Linked DNA regions of Zea mays: region 1 is linked to region 2. A link is a contact called in public Hi-C data. All regions are on one chromosome and are shown on one strand. Each heading gives the region's core, a stretch centred on a gene start, on an enhancer-like site or on the middle of the called end of the contact. The rest is flanking DNA. Distances are from core to core; before and after follow the strand shown. Region 1 overlaps LOC103629826 (a long non-coding RNA gene). Region 2 holds the start of LOC100275568.

Region 1 (2,885 bases), core at 308-2,807, 60 kb after region 2:
ACATGTATACACATATGTTATTGAGTACTCGGATGGTATTTGATCTTTTCAAAAACAAAAACGGGTGAAGGTTGTTGTGCTTTAATAGTCTAGATGTGCTTTTAACCCTCTTTTTATACAATTGTGGCATTGCTGATCTAAGTTTGTTACTTCATCCTTATGGCTTAGATTCTAATTATCCAACAATATCAATTTATATGATCTGAATTCCATACTGATGTTTGCCATAAATAAACTACTTACATTCCAAAATATAGGTTGTTTTTAGTTTTTTTTAGAAATGTATATCGTGTATAATAAAGGATTAACATGTATCAAGATGCATATAGCAGCCAACAGACTTCTACATCTGATACTGAAGAACATAGATCCAAATGTAATGCTAAAGAAGAAATCACAAAGGTACAGTTCCTCCACCTTATTCCAAAAACTAATGACCAGAAAGGTAGAAATGCATCAACAAAATGAGCACATAAAAAAGCCCACTACATTTTTCCTTCTGCAGGACCAAACAACTAGCACTAGGCAACTCAAAGCAAAAGATAATATGCCTTCGTTTGAATCTCCTCCAAAAAGGTAATATTTCTACATTATACATCTACTTGCACAAACAGCATGAACTCAGGTTATAATGCACACAAATTAGAAAACTACTATATTTACAAAAAAACCACCCATTTCTATTAATAGTTGCTGCTTCACAAAACATACGTACAGGCTAAAGAAAGGGAGTTCCCATCGAGACTAAATGTGGTTGCTCAAAATCGAAAACACTATATGTCTGACATGCTCTCTTTTGTCAACTTCAATATAATCTCTACTACTAATTATGTGAGTAACATAGGCGTCCACACCTATGGTTCTGCCGTTCTGCCACGCGCAGCCCACATCCCGCCCGCGACCGCACCCCAACCCGCATCCCGCCGGCAGCCCCGCATCCCGCCCTCCCGCCGGACCGCTTCCGTAAGCACCCGACAATCCCGTTGAGATCGCCGCCTAGGATTTCGTATGGCAAACCCCCGCGACGGCACGGGCGCATCCGCGATGGCCCTAGCGCGCGGGCGCGCAGGCACGGCCGGGGCGGCTCCACGGCGGCGCGGGCGTGGCCGCCCGCGGCTGGCGCGACGTCCCTGGCCCCGGCCATGGCGCGGGTGCAGGAGACCGGGCAATGGCGGCACCGGCCCCGAGCTCCATCCCTGGCGGCGGCGCGACATCAAGCCCCGGCAACGGTGGCCCCTGCGCGGACGCGGCCACTGGCCTTAGCCCCGGTGGCGGCGCGCTGCCCCACCGCCCCCAGCGTAGGAGGACGCGTCGGTGGCTCGGTGCTATGGACGCGTTGGTGGCTCGGTGCTATCGACCTCGCTGTCGGATCCCTGTTCCCGCTGTCGCTCGTGGCCTGCTCCACCAGCACGCAGGCATCACCCTCGGCCACGGCCTCCAACCACCAGCCACGCTTCGCCGCTGACCCCCTCGCGGCGGCTTCTGTTCGGTCCCTGTCCTCCACGCCATTCTCTTCCTAACCTCGCCTTCAAGTTCATGTCCCCGTCGTCGCCCATGGGCCTGCTCCATCGGCCCGTCTCGCCCTCGGCCACGGCCTCCAACCGTCGGCCCTGTTTCACCACCGACCGCACGCCCTGCCCTGTGCCAGCTCTTGCCCTCCCCTGACTCGTCGGCCCCGTTTCGCCGCCGACCGCACACGCTACCGTGCGCCGGCTCCTGCCCTCTCCTGACTTGGTATTCGTGGTTCGAGCAAGCACCAAAATCACAACATTCTTGCATTATGGTAACTGCAACTTTTGTTAGAATTTCTGTCTCTGGGAGTGTCAAGAGGTGCAGGGCAATGTTAGATGGTGTATGTGCCTTGCAAGCATGACTAACATGTTATGAAAAGCTTCGAATTATTCGTTTTGAAGGTGTCATGTCCCTGTCAAGGAGTCGTCCTAACGTTTGTAAGGAAGGTGTGCGGCTCACATGGACTTCTCTTTGTGGCTTGCAGAGTCTTTCATGTGATTTGAACGCTGCGCCAACAGAAACTTGGCTTCTAAATGGAGCTGGTTGTTGAAATGAGAGGACAAATGAGGAATGGACTGAAGTGGTTGCAACGTAGGAAATCAGGTATAACGCAAATGTTCTGGAGCATACTGAGTTAGTCTGGTTGCAATATGTTGTTAAACAACCATCGGTTATACCTGCTGACAGACAATGTAACTGGCGTAGGTTGCTTTATGTTACACATGTTGTTTGGTGGCAAAAATCAGTGGTCCATCAGTGCTTCCTATGGCCTTCGTTTCAAGGACCGATTCTTCTTCAGTGGATGCTGACAGCTAGACATCCCGAAAGTCATCTGGAGAGTATAGCTCGGCACATGTAGCCTCCTGGAGTCGTTGACAACTCAGTGCCATCTGAATCATAGGACAACTGAAGCAAAGCGAGATAGTAATGGAAGAAGAATTGAAAAGATCAGGCTGCTTGCCATCATATATATATACATGGGAGGAGGAGGAATAGTAAGTACATCACTCCGCTTTTCTGTTTTTTGGTGCTCTGCTGGATGAACAAGAACTGAGCTGGAACAGGAGAAGCTGGCTACGTGAGAGCACTGGCTGCCTCGTCCGAATCCCTCGTCTGTTGTTTTTTTAGTCGTATACACAGACAGAAACAGACTAGACTTGCTTGAGGTTACACTAGGCACAACAGCCATGGTGGCGGCCCGCCATGAGCAAGTTGCTTCTAGTGAGGCTGGTGGATGACGCGGCGCGCGGCGCCCCTGGCGTAGTGCGTCGGCCTATCCGCGTGCCTCTACTGCTGGGCGCGCGACGACAACGACGGCGTGGCGGCGGCCCGGGGGGAGCTGAAGCTCAGCGCCCTGAGCATCTCGAGGTTGT
Region 2 (2,920 bases), core at 417-2,916:
TTTGTAGTCTAGGTGCCGCTCCATCCGTTCACTCGCCTCGTGGCAACGCACGGGCATATACCTAGTGTATGTATATGTGTGGATCGAACTAACTGTTGTTGTTATTCTATATTTAATGGTGGTCACCACAAAAATGTGTAATTTTCTCATTCTCATAGGTATGAAGCGTGTTATGCATGGTGTATATGCTTTTGAAATAGCGATCTAAGTATCGCTTGTAGTGTTTGCTACAAACTGTTGTCGTGTTATGTAATATATGATATGAACATGATCGCTAGATTTATAAGGTTGCTGCCTTTTATAACAATAACTTCAAATTATTGTGTCGTATGTTATCTATAGTCAAGTGTTACTATTGTGCTTACAAGTTTAGTTTAGCTGAGTGTGTTTGGTTACAATGATGAGACGAGATGAGATGTGATGATCCTTTAGATAAGGCTACTTAGTTCAAGGTTAGAGATTGAATTAGGACCATCCCATCCCAGTGCCGTGTCCAGCTGTTCGTCAAATTTGGACGGACGCTTGGGGATATGATTGTCCTTAACTATTATAACTATCCCGCAACCAAATATAATCTTAGTGTCTGGTATCAAATATCTGAACGGTAGAGCATGCAACACGCCCACTTATAGTTTACCTTAAACATTTAGCACTTACGCCATCTTTGTAGGTTCCTTTCTAGTGCTAGCAATTGGGCTAGGTCGAACCGGTTCGAGCCCATCGTGCATCGGACCAAACGATTTTGGGCTCAGAAGACACAAAAATTTTTAGGTCGTGCCGTGTCAGCTTAAAGAGTAGAAACTATGGTCCAGTCCGGTCATAAAACACGTCATGCTTTGGTTGGGGCCGCCCCGGCCCAGCTCATATATTTGAACAATATAAAATTCAAATATTACAAACATATAAAGTAAATAGCTTACTAAACTAAAGATATTAAATAATGTGAGCATCATTTGATAACATGAAGTTCAAATATTACAACAATGTAAAATCTATAACTTATTAAATTAAAGAAATTGAACAATATTTGCTTCATTGGGCCGTGTTAGGGGCCCGACGAGCTAGAATTTGAGACTGACCTAGGTCCTCCTTCTAGCTGTACCGGTCCGACCTATATTATTTATACCAGGCTATGCTTTAAGCTCCTATTTTTTGTTGGGTTGGTGTTGGCAAAAAAAAAAACCCTCGTCCATATTCATAGCACTATCGGTCTCGCTGGTGCCGACGTAATTACGCCGCTTGCAGTCCGTGCTTGTCAAAGCGTTGGCGTGCAGCTGGATCTCTCCGATGCGCGCGCGTCTATACAACAGTAATCAAAGACCGATGGAATCTCCACCGTACGACGCACCGGGGAGCAGGTGGGTGGGAGTGGGACGCCTGTCGCGTACTTACGCGGGTGGGCAGGAGAGCACGAGGCCACGCCCACGAGCGAAGAATCCAAGGCGTGACCGGGGCAAGGCAACCACGCCGCAGCGTCCCGGCCGAGGCCGTGAACAAATCACGAGCGCCAGATCCAGTGCTGGCCAGCGCCAACCCAAAATCAACACGCGATAGAGGCGCCGCCGCCGGAGAAAAATACAGTAAAGGCAAAGTGAAGCGAAGTGCCGAACTACTACGAGCAAAGAGAGAGAGAGAGGGGGTTGGGGGGTGAGGGAGAGAGAGAAAAAAACAGCGTCCCCGCACGACGCTAACACGTCCCAGATCTAACAGGAAAAAAAAACCACCCCACCACGTCGCCACCAACTAACCCATCATCCATCAACGCAGGTCCTCCCCGGTCACGCGGCAGTCACCCCCACTCTGCTTTGCTCTGCCGCCCCGCCCCGCCCGCACTGCATCGCGTCCTCCGGCGCCCTCGCTGTCGGCGCCATTGGCGGGCTCGCCTTCAACTGCCCCGTCCGCTGGAACCAACCAGGTCCGTTCCTTCCTCGCCCGCCCGCCCGCCGCCTGGACCCTCGCCTGCGCCGCGCTCCCTCCAACGTCGTACTACTCGCGAGCGAGGCGCTTGGTTTCGTAGGGGCCCTGAATCGGGGGCCTCCACCAAGCGTGTGGCTCTCGCGCGGACCATTGTTCTGTGTACCGTGTACTCCTAGTAGCTGCCTTCCACGCGCGATTACCTGCGCCCTCGCTGCCGAGCGGCGAGCAAATGTGTCCCGCTGCCGCCGCTCGACTAGCTTTTTTCCGCGCGTGCCAGTATGTGTAAGTGTTTGGGGGATGTTCGTGTGCTGAATTTGCTTGTTCCGCACAAGTGGATGGGTAAGTCCACCAGGCCAGGTTCCTTTTTCTGGGTTCAAGCAGCAGTGCGTTTGGCCTAGGGTGGGTGGGTGACTGGGTGTGGCCTAACATGTTCCAGGCTGCAAATCCAGCCACGAACGGAAGATGAAAGTGACATTTCTACAACCATTCTTGCCCAAACCCCGTCCAACTTGCTGCCTATTTTCGGTATCTACGGGCTGACAGTTTGATCCCATTGGAAACTCCGCATCCGCATATTATGCTACTAGCTGGTGTTAACCTTCAAATTGGTGTAGTACCAGCTTCTGGATAAGATGCCGTTGTTTGACAAGAACGTTTCGGATGTCTACATTTCGAACCTCAATGACACACTTTACATTCTGTTAACTATCTTCTTGTTTCTGAATTCGGCTACAGATATACTGATCTGGAAACTGCTTCCCATGAAATTGCGATTAGATGCGTCCCCCAGGAGCTGAGAGCAGAAATTGCTAGCCAGTTTGCTTTATTTGTGCTTGGTGGTTGTTACTTGAACCATGGTGCGAAAGGGCCTCTAGCTGAGTTGGTTAGGTAGTCTAAGCCCTGGTCGCGTTGTTCTCATATGAGAAGGTCTTCTTCTTGCTCGGGGGCTGTGGCTGTATTATCCCTGCGGGTCCAGTTTTTTTTACTTAAAGCATGGGGAAAA

What was found. Hi-C and Micro-C count contacts between places; a contact is called where the count stands out from the background.
Region 1: a contact with region 2 is called in a Hi-C map of root tip, with 2.5 times the contacts expected there. The contact joins the enhancer-like site here to the promoter of LOC100275568 in region 2. A contact is called at or near these places in 6 of 25 Hi-C or Micro-C datasets (ear, endosperm, leaf and 2 more).

What each region holds. Positions count from the first base shown.
Region 1 is chr6:115,475,289-115,478,173 of Zm-B73-REFERENCE-NAM-5.0, forward strand. LOC103629826 (a long non-coding RNA gene) reads left to right here. Exons shown (of 7, transcript XR_554655.4): 2 at 1-402; 3 at 506-576; 4 at 1,997-2,115; 5 at 2,218-2,880. Among protein-coding and RNA genes, the nearest start is that of LOC103629826, 3.4 kb to the left of the region's middle. Within about 2 kb of position 1,558, at least 2 of the 20 cell types and tissues checked have an H3K27ac peak or open chromatin away from gene starts, as enhancers often do. A contact at or near this core is called in root tip, where this site is marked.
Region 2 is chr6:115,414,819-115,417,738 of Zm-B73-REFERENCE-NAM-5.0, forward strand. It overlaps LOC100275568, which reads left to right and starts at 1,667. Exons shown (of 2, transcript NM_001149620.2): 1 at 1,667-1,915.